3 separate regions of the Zea mays genome follow, and all the other regions are linked to region 3. The links are chromatin contacts, called in public Hi-C maps. All regions are on one chromosome and are shown on one strand. The core of a region is the stretch at or near the end of the contact, and the rest is flanking DNA. Distances in the headings are between cores, read along the strand shown.

Evidence for each region. A called contact is a pair of places that touch in the nucleus more often than the background predicts.
Region 1: a Hi-C map of tassel shows a contact between it and region 3, with 3 times the contacts expected there. The contact joins the promoter of LOC103637015 here to the promoter of LOC100381666 in region 3. A contact is called at or near these places in 6 of 25 Hi-C or Micro-C datasets (bundle sheath, ear, endosperm and 2 more).
Region 2: a Hi-C map of bundle sheath shows a contact between it and region 3, with 3 times the contacts expected there. The contact joins the promoter of LOC103635354 here to the promoter of LOC100381666 in region 3. A contact is called at or near these places in 4 of 25 Hi-C or Micro-C datasets (bundle sheath, ear, root tip and 1 more) and 1 of 3 datasets of contacts at active chromatin or transcription factors (leaf).

Annotation. Positions count from the first base shown.
Region 1 is chr8:73,727,042-73,731,581 of Zm-B73-REFERENCE-NAM-5.0, forward strand. LOC103637015 (probable protein phosphatase 2C 12) reads right to left here and starts at 1,301. Exons shown (of 4, transcript XM_008659294.2): 1 at 1,265-1,301; 2 at 1,221-1,262; 3 at 1,081-1,218; 4 at 390-880. The coding sequence starts at 1,301. The coding sequence ends at 390.
Region 2 is chr8:73,761,304-73,765,998 of Zm-B73-REFERENCE-NAM-5.0, forward strand. LOC103635354 (ethylene-responsive transcription factor ERF061) reads right to left here and starts at 2,847. Exons shown (of 1, transcript XM_008657830.3): 1 at 1,662-2,847. The coding sequence starts at 2,772. The coding sequence ends at 1,981.
Region 3 is chr8:73,966,571-73,970,767 of Zm-B73-REFERENCE-NAM-5.0, forward strand. LOC100381666 reads right to left here and starts at 2,261. Exons shown (of 3, transcript NM_001174481.1): 1 at 1,533-2,261; 2 at 591-696; 3 at 1-497. The coding sequence starts at 2,234. The coding sequence ends at 178.

The DNA.
Region 1 (4,540 bases), core at 51-2,550, 240 kb before region 3:
GTAGGTACTGACAGACCTTTTATCTTTTACGTCTTGAGAAGCTTCAGAGACTGCTGAGTTTATGATCCAAATCTCTACTAATCCTTAAGACGATACTGTAGACTAGGCACAACCATGCCCCCGTCTCCATCCCCACCGTCCGATTGCGATGCCATCCTCGCTCGCGCCTAGCGCCGGATCCGCCCCCGCATGCCTCATCTGCCATCCATCCTCGCACCCCCGCAAGCCTCGCTCCCGCTCCCGCCCCAGCATGCCTCGCTCCCGCCCCCGCCTCCATCCCTGCCATGCGCGCAGCCGCCTCCGTCCAACAACCATGCGGGATCCTCGCTCGCGCCTAGCGCCCGTCGTCCAACAGGGATCCGATCCCGCATGTTCAATCCAGTGATGGATCAGGAGGACTCACGAGGCACGTTGGGCTTCTGGTCGATGGTGAGCTGCACGGCCTTCAGGTAGCACGTCTCCGACACGGTCGCCAGCACGGCCCTGGAGTCACCGAGGTTGGCGACGATGAGGTCCTCCCCCTGCTTGGTGGCGCACACGGACATGGTGCCGCTGAAGTCACAGTCCACCCTGGCTTGGACCCCGAGCTCCCTGTCCATGGTCTCGAACGCGTTGGCGCAGGCCTCCCGCCACACCTCCAGCATCTGCGCCGGCGCCAGCGACGACCGCCCGCTGCGGCTGCCGTCCGTGGACGACAACGCCGTGGGCGACGCGTCGCTGAAGGCCGGGCCGTCCCTGTCGCCGTCGCCGTCGGAGCCTAGGAGCAGCGCGTTCCGCTGGCTCAGGATCATGAAGGGGAGGTGGTCCCTCGCCAGCTTGCTGACCAGCTGCCCGCAGCGGCCGTGCCCGTCGAACACGCCGTCCTCCATGCCGAATCCCTGGAGACGACAGATGAATCAGGATCCAGGATGCTAGCCACCGACGGTCCGTACGACGTCGACAAATTAAAACTCTTGGGTTGTTTCGCCGTCGTAGCAAACCCCAACAAAAAAACGGCGAGGAAATCCGAAACAGGAATCATCGCGATCTTTCCACCCCAACTGTACGGTGAATTGGTTGTGGCTGCTGTCTATTTACTCCCACTGTAGTACGGTGAATTGGTTGTGGTTGATGTGTATTTATCCAACCGTACGGTGAATTGGTGGTGGGTGGCTGCTGTGATTTTTTTCGTACTGGTAATTGGTAGGACAGTTCCTAGAATTTCTTGACCTCCCAGTTCAGCCCCAGGTCAAGCGCCTGGGCAAGGACCGCGGCGTTACCCCCGCGAGGAAGAAAGACCAGCAGAGAAATCTCTGTACCATCGATGCAAGGAAAAATGAAGTACAGTTGGTGGAGTAAATTTTTTTGAAGGGATTAAATATTTTTTTAACCCGAACAAACAAATCTCTGTACCGTGGAGGGTCGCAATTTGTGTTCCGTGGCATCACACGGGCATGTTCCTATCTTGAAGAAGACGGCTAAATTGGCGAGCCAAGCTAAGTAGTCAGAAACGGAACATTAATGGCACTGTCTTTTAATGGCACTGGCATAATGCTCCGCTAGACAGCTAAGTAGTCAGAAACGGAACATCACTAAACTCAAGAGGGCTGTGCACAGGAACTACAGTTACAGCATCTAAAAAATTCAAAATGTCAGACGACTTGCGAGGGAGGGTCACTGTGACCTTGGAACGAAATGTCCGTAAACTCTAATCATCATTCAACTAATTCAGTTTCAGATTGCTTCCTTCTGTAGAACTTCAGAGCTAGCTATGCGTCTCTCTGTTGTTAAAGCTGCATAGAAAATCTCTTATGCGCGACTTCTCCCAGCCTCGCCATCTAATTGGCCACAAAGCAAACACTGTTCCCAATAATGAAAAGGTCGATAACATTGGTTTCCATTAGTACGTTTTCAGACTACTGGCATTTTTTATCTGTAACCTCAGGAATAAGAAAGTTAAAGGTTAGTCTGCTGATTGCCCCAATACTCACTGTTTATTCGCTTGAATTGGTGCAGGCTGCTGGTATTTTTATCATGTTGTAACCTCAAGAACAAGAAAAAAGGTTCCAGATTGGTCCTCTGCAGAATCCTAATACTCACTGTTTATTGCTTTCAATTGGTCCATATGTAACACTACTGGTATCTTTATTTTGTTACTGAGGTTTGTATGAATGCATGTCTTTCACTAAAAAAGTTGAAGCTAAGCAACAATAGCAGCACCTGATCTTAAATATTTTGCTTTGGGGTCTGCAAACCTTTCTAAAAGAGGTATACTGGAGCAAAAGCCCATGTGATCATATATGAGCAAGCCACTGAGATGTTCAGTTGCTTTTAAATTATCTATTCCACCTAGTATTCAACCACTAATCTGAAAGGCCCTGTTTGTTTCCTTACTAGATCATATAAGTTCGATTATGGGAAAGTAAAATATTATTTTTTGGATCACAGATAAGCTGAAATAAGCTACCAAACGCTAGCTTATTTCAACTTATGGTTCCAAAGTAATATTGTACCTTCTTTACCCTTTCACCATAATTCAACTTATATAATTTAGTAGTGAAACATATACACACTAACATCTTCACAATGATCTAACCGTCGAACGGTAGAAGTGGAGCTTAGCAAATGTACCTGATAGACACATAATTGCCCTCACAGTCACAGTTTCATATAACTTCTCTGAATCGTGCACACAAAAGGCCTGTGCATTAGACTTTAATGTACGTTTATGTAGACAAGCTAAGTACTGATATACTAAAATCGCAACCTTGTATGTTGGAGTGCACTTGTCAGAATAATAGATCCAAGTTATAAGCACATTACTACTACAATACTACACAGTAGTTACTAGTGATCTACCGATGGCAATCGGCAAAAGCACAACTTGTGCATTACCATCTCATTTGCATGGCAGGTGCAGCCAAGGTATGAGGAATTACTACACAACACTACATTGATTTGGCCAAACGCTGGCATGCGAAACTAGAGTAGGGACGGGGGGATCGGAGAAGTAACGCGTACTGGTGGCGCCGACGAAGGCTAGGAGGAAGAATGAAACCGAAAGAGCGTGAGCCCGGGCGCGGTCTTGGACCTGGTCATGAAGTAGAGGAAGCCGAGGTAGGGGAAGAGCGAAACGGCGAAGAACTGAGAGGCCACGCTCTGGGAGTCCATTGTCGGCGCCCACGGCTCCACGTGCAACAGCCCGCACCGCACCACCGCCGCGCTCCTTGGCGCCCATCGCCTCGTGCTGCGGCGGGTGCGCCCTATGCCATAGCCTTTGCTAACGGTCGCTGCGGGTAACCGCCGTGCGCAAGGGCACGGCACGGCTGGGCGGCGCGGCGCAGGTGGTCTGCCGGGTTTAGGTGGCTCCCATTGCTCTCGACATAATTGCATATTTGGACTCTAAATATTGCGCTTCTCACAAATGTCATTCGAAAGATTTTCTTCGTAAAAAGGACTATAAATATATTCTAATTAATTATACTACCATTTAACGTGTATTGTTCCTTTTTATAATTTGTTTTCATGTATTTAACATCTAAAAGTCAAAATTGCCCCTACCTGTCCCTAGGTTCCTACTTTCCCTCGTTCAGCTTAGCGCTCCCTTGTTTAGTTTGACCTCTGCAACACCGTGCAAGAGAGCGATGTTAAGTTCTAGTAATTCGTTTGGTATTTTCTTTATTGAGCATGTGTTGGTCATTGGATTCGAACAGCTCGACAGCGAACAACTCACCTGTACGCGAATAGCTCGACACTTACAGTAGCATGAACATCATAGAGGACAACAACAATATCAAAATAAATGGATTCATCTCATAAATATTAAATAGCCACAAATAATAAATAATCATAACAATATCATGATTCACATCTCAGCACAAAGAGGTCATGAGTTTACATCAGAAAGGTTCACATCTCAGCAAAATAAAGACTTCACAAATCATTAAAATATCATTCATCCACTGTATAGCCTCCTCTGTGAAGTCATCTTTTTTGGACTTGACGTAGCTAGAATCCTCACAGGACTTGTGGTACTTGCCTGGGAAGAGCTGCCCTTTCCTAACAAGAACGCAAGTCGGCTGCACAAAAAATATAGCAATATTTAGGTATATATAAACATTATGTATCTTTTAAAGACAGTCCCTCTCTCTTTTACCTTCTAGTGATCCTTCCTGGACTATCTCGTAATATTTCTTCGCTAGTTGGTCTCTGTGATGTATTAAGTTCTCCTGTCTTAGCTTTTGTAACATTCCTTCTAGGTTGATTCCGCTTTCTACAAGGAAAATAAATAAATTATATAATAATATATTGTTTTATATTTTAGATGAAGAAAATTTATACTTGCCTCTTTTTGCGGTCCCATTGAGTGGACACTTGGAACTAGCTTGCCTGTGACCTTTTTCCCCACATCTAATGCAAGTCATTGGTCCTCTTATCATTTTCTTTCCCTTTGCATTGATTGGAGCAGCACCATTTTCACCTCCATTAGCAGCTTCAACATTTTTCTTCCTTTGGCCACCTTCCAAACATACTTTTAGTCTTAGTTTCCTTCGCCTCCCTG
Region 2 (4,695 bases), core at 1,597-4,096, 200 kb before region 3:
CGTCTGGTAGTACTAGGAGATTCCCAGCGCGATCTGGCTCGATTATAAACATGGCAGACACTAATCGTCGTCAGGCTTCCCGCGGCACTGGCACGAGATGGACCGGGCCGAGGAGGCGGGGGAGCACGATAAGCCGGCGGCGCAACCGCCGCCGTCGCCGTGGGACTGCGGGAGCCCGCTGTAGGCTGTACGACGCGCTTTGAGGTCGTGTCGGTGCACCGCGTCCTGGACACCCTCCTGATGGCGCTGCCGTTCGCGCGGCCGCGGCGCCCGGGCGAGTGCGACGCCTCCGCGGCGGCCGCGCGGAACCGCCGGCACAGGAGGGCCGCGGCGCGGACGGGCTAGGCGGTGCTGCGCTCCATCGTCTGCGGCCGGAGGCTGTGAGCGACTCCGCGCGCAGCCCGCAGGTAGAGCGTCGCACGTAGTACGTGTCACGGCTGCGCCATCCGTGTCGCGCTCCTGTGAGCCAAAAATGTTACTGTCCATCGATCGGCCAGCGAGTTGGATTTCCGTCGCCATCGGTTCCTTTTCCTTCCGGACTCGTTTCGTTTTCGGCTCGTCGTCATGTGGACAGCGTCCGCGATTGTTATTTGCACGTAGTTGTCAGCGAGCAGTGCTGCTAGATCCGTAGGTCCGTCCGTCTGTCCCCGCATGTTTGCCTGCTGGGGCTTGATCGCGAAGGAATGGCAACCTAGACGAGACGCTAATTAAAAAAAAGTAGAGGAAAAGCAAGAAATAGTCGTTGAGATGGGCTCGTGATGTGCGAACAGTGTCCAGTCCAGGTTCTTTGTTCATTCTATTCCATCGTTCGTTCGTTCAGTAGCGTTTCAGGCATTATGTGTGTGAGAGAGATAGAGAGACACAGAGAGAGAGAGAGGGAGGGAGGGAGGAGTCGCATCGCAATTTCGGGTATCGTACCATGCTACCTCGCTCCACAGCGAGACGTTGCGCGACGGAGCCAGAGCCAGCCAGTCATCTCCCCCCCATGGGCCACCGGCCACCGCTGCTAGCCAGGCATCTTTTAGAAAATCAAGCGGAACGAACGGACAGGTCGCAGGTGCATGGGGATAAGGGGATTGCAGAGAAAATTCTTCATCTGCTTCGTGACCCCATGCTCTGCTTTGCTCTGTTCATCAGGGCATCCATGCCGGCCTACACGCAACGCAACTTAGGTTCAGGCTATCCGCAAACGTTACCCCTTAATTTTTCCACCTATATCACTTTTCCCCTATTTTTCCCTTATTTTTTTATCTCCCGCAGCGGTTTCCCCTAAATACTCCCCCTATACCCCACTACAACTATAAAATATTATTTTCTATATCAACTATCAATTTTTTATCTACTAACAATTACTCATAGACCTACAACACAGTGTTTAGTAGGATGAACAGTGACACACTATATCTGGAGGAGAAAGAAGGGGACCGGCGCGTAGGAGGCGCTATAGGGATACCGCTGCGGTTGTAGAGTGCCCTCTACAGCCGGCATGCAAGGGGAGAGGGTTGTCAAGGGGGCACCGTTGCAGTTAGCCTCAGAGTCATGCTGGACCGGAGCATGTGCACTGTGCAGGGCAGACTACACACACGCTTCTGGAATCTGAGCCTTGGGACATTGCCTGCACCTCTCGCGCAATCATCCTAGGGAGTACATATACTGCAGTAGCATACAAACGGAAGAGAAATACTAGCAAGAAACAGAGGAGCTAACTCATAGCAGTCGAGGACGCAGGAATGCTTAAGCAGAGACGGGGAATTAGCGATCAGTCTTTACAGAGCTCCTCCATCAATGCGGAAACACACGACGATTCGACTAATCATGGCTAGCAAGCAAGCCCTGTTTTCTTGGGCGTTTTATTACGTTACGAGCAGAGACAAGAGACTCATAATTTGAAACAGAAGAAGGACCTTGACGTTGTGTTGGTCTTGGTTGCTGTCCATGGCGGCGTCCCGCTGATCGGTTCGTTCCATGCGGTTTAGCCGGCTACAAGCTAAGCATCTCCCAGATGAGCTCCGAGTCGAACGACGGCATCCGATCCAGCGGGCAGCCGCCGTCGGCCGAGGCGGGGCTAACGGACAGCACCCCGTCCGGCGTCGTCGACGTCTCCGAGGCGATTGGGCGCGCGGTGGGTAGCTTGGCGTTGGCGCCGGAGCGGGCGCTCTCCCTCTTGTTGCGCTGCTGCCTGCGCGCGCGGATGGCCTGGATCTTGGCGTCGACGGCGGCGCGGAGCCGGCGCAGGTGGTCGGGGCAATCCGCGCCCGGAGGCCCGTCCATGACGCCGGGGAAGTTGAGGCGCGCGTACTCGCCGCGGAGCCTGTGGGCGGCACGGTCGTAGGCGTGCGCGGCCGTCTCGGGGGAGTCGTAGGTGCCGAGCCACACGCGCACCCGGTTCTGCGGCAGCCGGATCTCGGCCACCCACTTGCCCCACTGCCGCTGCCGCACGCCGCGGTACAGCTTCTGCCGCAGCAGCGTAGCCGCCGCCGCCGCCGTGGCGTCGTCGTGCGGCACGGGTGTCTGGAGCTGGAGGCCGGAGGACGAGGAGGAAGGCGAGCATGCGGCGGCGGCGGACTGCTGCGTCTGCGAGGCGGCGAAGTTGCGGAGGAGCTCGCACTGGCGGTAGTAGACGCTGGAGCCGAGCGGCGGGAGGTGCGAGAAGAAGCTGGAGTCTAGGGCGCTGGTGCCCCGGGAGGAGAGCAGCAGCGAGGACACGGCGGAGCGGACCTCGCCACGGAAGCTGCTGCCGGCCGGGGGCAGCGTGCGGAGGCTCGCGTCCATGGGATGGGCTGGCCTCCGGCGTGTGGGCTTGGGCGCAAGTTGGGATGAGACGAGTAACTGCGGGATGATCGGCGTTCGTGTTGCACGGCCTGCTGGGCGACCGGGCGCACGCCAGGTGGCGTTATATAAGCGAGGCGTCCCACCACGGTTTTACCATCATACCCCTGGTTTATGTGGGAAGAAAATTATGGATGGTACGCCCGCAGGTTCTCAGACGAGTCGACCGACTCCTAAAAATCCGAATCACGTTCATTATAAAATCTCCTTTTGAAAATAAGTTTCCGCAGCTCTGTTTCATTCGCACATCCAAACTTACCATCTCCACTAGGATCCGGATATGTCTTATTGACCGGTGGAGCAACCGTTATATTTCTGAAACGACAACTGCCTACATAACTACTCTTCCACTTTTCAAGAAAGTTAGTAGTATCAGACCATATGTAGTTCTATGATTGGCTTCTCGTTTTTATGCAATTATGAAATGACTCATTTTGATGGAGATTTGTAGCATCATTCAAGTAAATATAAATTGAGATCGTAGAAACATGAGCTTGTGATATAGCTACACCTAATTCCAGAACGGTTAATGCTAGAACTATAAATAAGGGACCAAGATCTCCTAAGCCTCCGAAGGCCCGCCCGAGTCAAGGAAGCGCAAAAGTTATTCTGATTCTGATTTCGGGGGGATGATGGGAGTGACCCTGCTCCGGATCCTTCTCCTTTTGATTTTGACTAAAATGAGAGGAAGCTTTGGTGGAGAAATTGAGTTCTTTTGAGCAGCGTTGTCTGTAGTAGCAACAACTTTTTTCTTTTCTTTAACAGAAAGAAGGCGAGGCCCACCTGCCTTCTCTAGGTACTTTACCTTGCTTCAGATGCATACACGTGGCCATTTTTTTATCGTATGGACTACATCGCTTAGCTCCATCACTAGCTCAACTTCGGCTCTCGTACACGAACACTGGTTCCGCTGCTTCTCGGCTCACCTCATCTCCATCTGCCACTTTCATCGTCACCAGACTATTCGCCGCCGCCAAGAGGTTGTTCGCCGCCGTCCCACCTTGCCTCCTCATCCAATGACGACGTGCCGCCGAGCTCCCTCCTAAACTGGTCCTCTGCTGATCCTCTTTGTTTCCACCACCATCAGACTGCTCGCGGACTCCCTCCTCTGTCACCCTCACTAATGCAAATCTGAAGCTTCTTGGAAAATATGTGAACTCCCAGATCTTGTTCTTTAGCTCTTAACTTGCATCTTCAGGTACATAAATTTGTTTCCCTTAAGAGTTCTAATTATACTATTTGTATACCAACATTAATTAGATTGATGCTGATTGTTGAGCAATATTTCTCTCTCCCATCTAATATGCAGAGAAATATTGCTAATGAGCATGATAGAACCTATAAGACATCACAAACAAGATCCGCAAGCATAGAATAGGCTTTAGCATTGCAACCACACTTTGATGTCTTGTTGTAAATGTAAACATCTATGTATTGTACAAATATCAACATGAAAAAATAGATGTACAATGTATGAATATTTATATGAAATATATATGATTTTGTCTAAAATCTGATATATATTGAATTGTATTCTCCAAAATAAAAAGTGACAGCTTTGATGCTATTCATCGAAGTGTAATCGAAGTGTAAATAGCTTTGATGCTATTCAACACGAGCTTCGCAGCCAGTCCTTGTACTGTTTTGTGCTAACTTATTTTTTCCAAATCCTTCACTACTACAATTAAAATATTTTTGAGCTAAAGTATGATCTTGTCGATGCTTTGAGTGACCTCTCTTAATACTGAAGCCCTTCTTTCCAACATAGGTATTGTACATCTCATAAGCTTTCTCCTCTGATTCAAATACCATTCCGACTTCAGGAATTATCAAAGGTCGTTGCCCAATTTTATTAGTCACCTATTA
Region 3 (4,197 bases), core at 1,011-3,510:
CAACAACGCATCACCGTGCCCGTTCAATTCGAACCATGAACCAAGTGCTGAAGGCGGGAGGGAGACTCTCTTAATCCCCCCACAGCTTCTCAGCACACGCTGCTCAAATACTTAACAATGTCATCATCATCTACTACTCGGTACGCTCTCAACTCAACTCAACTCAGTCTCAGCAAACTAAACCCTCGTCATCTGGTCCGTCTGGAGCCGCCGCAGCTCGACCACGACGACGCTGATGTTGTCCCTGCTGCCGCGGGACAAGGCCAGCTCCGCGAGCAGCGCGGCGGCGTCCGCGGCGGTGCGGCCGGCCACGGACCCGGGGAACCTGGAGGCCGCGCGCCCGCTCAGGCAGCTCCTGGCGATCTTGCACGCCGCCTCGTTGGAGACCACGTCCCACAGCCCGTCGCTGGCCAGGATGAGGAACTCGTCCCGCTCCGTCCGCTCCACCACCGTCACCTCCGGCTCCGCGCTCACGTACGGCTTCAGGTAGTAGTCGCCTGGAGCAATGGCAGCGACGCTGAGTACGGTATGGCATATATGAAAACGGGATGGATCATGGAAGGAGATGATGGGTCTTCTCTTCTTCTTACCGATGGACCTGGAGGTTGCCAGGACTCCCAGCACGCGGTAGCCGTTCCAGTTGACGACTCTGCCGCCGGCTGCTTCCACCCTCTGCATCTCGTCCGGACGGTCCGGCTGCACAATCAGAACGACCATTAGTTAGGCCAGCTTTGTAGAGTGAGGTTTTGAAATATAGAGTGAGGTAGGAATGCTGGCGCTCAGCAGAGCCAGAGCTTGCGTACTAGAGTGTTCTTGCGCTAATTAAACAGAACATCTCCTTCGGAACAGCCTAAACCAGCAGGTATGTAGGTCGCAACTAAAAAGAAGGGAACATATACCTGGCCTAATCGGTCACAGCTAGAAAGGTAGCATTCGTAGCAGTAATCCCATCGCCTACAATTTATAGCTGCCGGAATAGTTGGCGCACGCTGCTCCTCAAACCGAGCACACTATGCCAGAAACAACACCGACCAGTCCACTGGGATGGAGAGGAGAGACCCGACCCATGGGGCAAGGCGACGGAACCTACTACTAGCGTCGAGGACCAGCAGTGCTGCGGCACCACACTACTCACCAGCCAGCTTCAGCTTTTCTTCCCCCAGGGCCAGGGAGATCACCTACGTGTCGTCCCATCTCATGAGCATGGAACGGTACCACCCAACAACTGCGACCAACTCGGGCCGGGCCGGGCCGGCAGCGAAATTCGCCAACGGGCACTGAAACAGTGTGACACTGACCGATACGCGACGATGGAAGTCGTCGTGGTGGTTGAGCCTTGACGGAACATTCGGGAGACTGCTAAAATCCTGTACTGTGTCGTGCGGGGTTAGAAAATTAGATCTGATGGGTGAATGACGCTTCTTGCTCGGGCGCAGATCACTCTTGCAGATTAAACAATAACCCAGACGACAGCAGCCGTGTTTTAATTTATTATTATGCATTCGTAGTCGCCTCCCGTGCGACGTACGTACCTTGTGATCGCTGGAGAGAGGCACCGCGACGCCGCCGCGTGAGAGCACGGCGCGGGAGTCGCCACAGTTGCCGACGACGATGCGGCGCCGGCCCACGACGGCGACGACGGCGGTGGACCCGACGGTGCGGTAGGGCAAGCTGCTGCCGGCGTCGTCATGGTGCGGGGACGACAAGCCGCCGGTCACCTCGCCGTCCACTCGGGCGAAGCTGGCCGCCATGGCCTCCTCCCAGCGCAGGTCGTCGCTGCCGCTGCGGCGGCGGCGCAGGCCGACCTCCTCGGCCAGCACCACGTGCATCCGCTCCCGGCACGCCTCCGCCACCCTTGCACCGCCGTGGCCATCGTACACGGCGAAGAAGTCCAGCTCCTGCTCCTGCTCGCCGCCCACCGCCTCCGAGGCCAGGAACGAGAGCGCGACGGCGAACGCGTCCTCCATCTCCCTCCGCCGCCCGATCACCGACACGGCGCCATGCGATAGGCGCGCCGGCCAGCAGCAGCCGTCCGTCGCCGTCTCCAGAGACGAGTCGTACGGCGACCTCTGCGACCCCGACCGGATTCTCTTCGTCGGAGCAGGCCCCTCCGTGGCACGCCCGAGCCGGCGGCGGCGGCGGGCGGAGGCGGCGCCCACATCCCCGCCCCCGTCCGCCGCAGCGGCCTTGCACAAGGCGGGGCCCTCGTCCCTGGCGGCGCCGTTCTCCCTCATGTATCCGTCCCGTCCACACTCGCAAAGCGACGGCGAAGAAACGAGGCCGGCGACGCGTGGGGTCGAGCCGGGGTTTAAAAACGACCGCAGGCCGAGGAGGACGGGGAGACGCGGCGGAGGCCGTCGGATCCCGCGCGAGCGGCTGGGCGCGCGCCAGCGCCGCGGGGACGTGGACGGGCGAGATCGCCGGGGGCGCGTGGCGTGGGCGCGCCCGATGCGCCCGCCTGGGCTCCCGCGGCGAAAATATCCTGTGCGCCCGGCGCATGGACCGCGGCGCGCCGCGCGCGTGGCTCGCGCGAGCGGGCCCCTGCGCGCAGTGACTCTGGCGTTGGGTGGGGCGCGTGCACGGGGAGGATCGGAGCGGCTGGACCACCGGGTCGCGCGTTGGGCCCCGCCCGGGGGGCTACGTGGAGGAGGGCCGAGGAAAGGAGGACGTGGGGCACGCCGCGCGATGCGACTGTGTCCCAGGGACAAATGTTAGGACGCGAGGGCCACTGCCTTTTTTTTTCCGTGCAAGAAAGCGGATTCTTCTACTGCTAGTTACGTCCTTGTTGACCCACGGAACAGAACCAACGAAGAACAGCACGTAACGTTTTGGTTCCGGTTTTTTTTTCCCACCAGTTCAATCAAAAGCTCTATCAAAACTAAAAATCAAGACAGAGATAGTGACGCCGAAGCCGTTTTCTGTGGATAAATAAAAGCTCTGGATTTATCATTATTTTTAAGAAGCCGAAGCCAAAGCCAAACCTGTAGCGTTTTCCGGCGTTTCGTCGACCGAATCACCGAATGCAGTAGTAGGACAGCAGCAGACAGACAGCAGTGACATACTGACACATTGTGAAGTTTAAACAAAGGCTTGCGTTGCAAGGTGGGCCGGGGAGGGACGCGTGGCGCAGTCCCGTCGCCAGCGCGCCACGCTCCACGCGTGACTGACACTGACCCCGCCGCGTCCGACGACTCCTGTAGTCATGTACTACTTACGCCGTTTGAGTGGCAGAGGCGGACGAGGACGCGGACGCGGGCCCCGGCGGCGGCGCCGCTCCCGGACGGACACGGCACGCACTGCACGCGCGACCTACGCTATGAGCGCGCCGCGACGTGGAGGGCCTACGCCGCCGCGCGGCAGCGGCACCACCGGTTGCGGAGCGCCGTAGGGGTGGGCGGGTGGCGCAGGCGGACGGCCCGTCCACGCTCTCGCGTCCTGTCCTCGGTCGCCATGCCTGCTGCATGTCTTCCCAAGCGCTCCCTGCTCACCCGTCACCACGCGTCCGGTCCAGCGCAGGCGGCAGGCGCTCGGTCGCTCGCGCGGGCATCGAGGCGCCCGGACGCTGCCACGGCGCGGCTGCTGGTACCATGACCATGTACTGTACTTTCAGCGAGCTCGCTGTGCAGGTGCAGGCAGGCTGTAGCGGACGACCCGCGAGGCAGGAGGGAGGGCGAGGGCGGGCGCCGCATGCGCATGGTCGCTGCCGCCGTTTCGGGGTGTTTGAAAATCCTTGTGCCGCCGCGCGCGCCATCATGTTCTGTTGCGTGCGTGCGCCGGCATGGGGGGCCACATGCGGGGGTGGGAGCATTCCTTTCATCCTGTCGCTGGATGCATGCATATGTTATACTCCGTCCGTCGCTATGAGTATACTAGTGTTTGTCCCGTGTCACCCAGTCGGCACGGCCATCGCTGCCTGGCTCCGGTCGCTTTCAGCCTTGTAGGTCAGCTGGTGACACGGACACGGGTGGGGGCGTCGATGGGATAGGAGAGTACTCCAGACGTGAGCGGGCCAGGTTCCAGCGTCCGTCGTCGTCTGTCACTCGTCAGCTTGTCACGCTTGCACACGAAAAAACCGCAAATGCACCCTGCCTCGCACGACATGCACGCACGCAGTGGCAGGGGAGGCCTCGTTTCGCTCGGCGTCCGTCGGCACGTCATGGGACGGACGTGTCACGCAGCAGCAGTGTACCTCCGGCT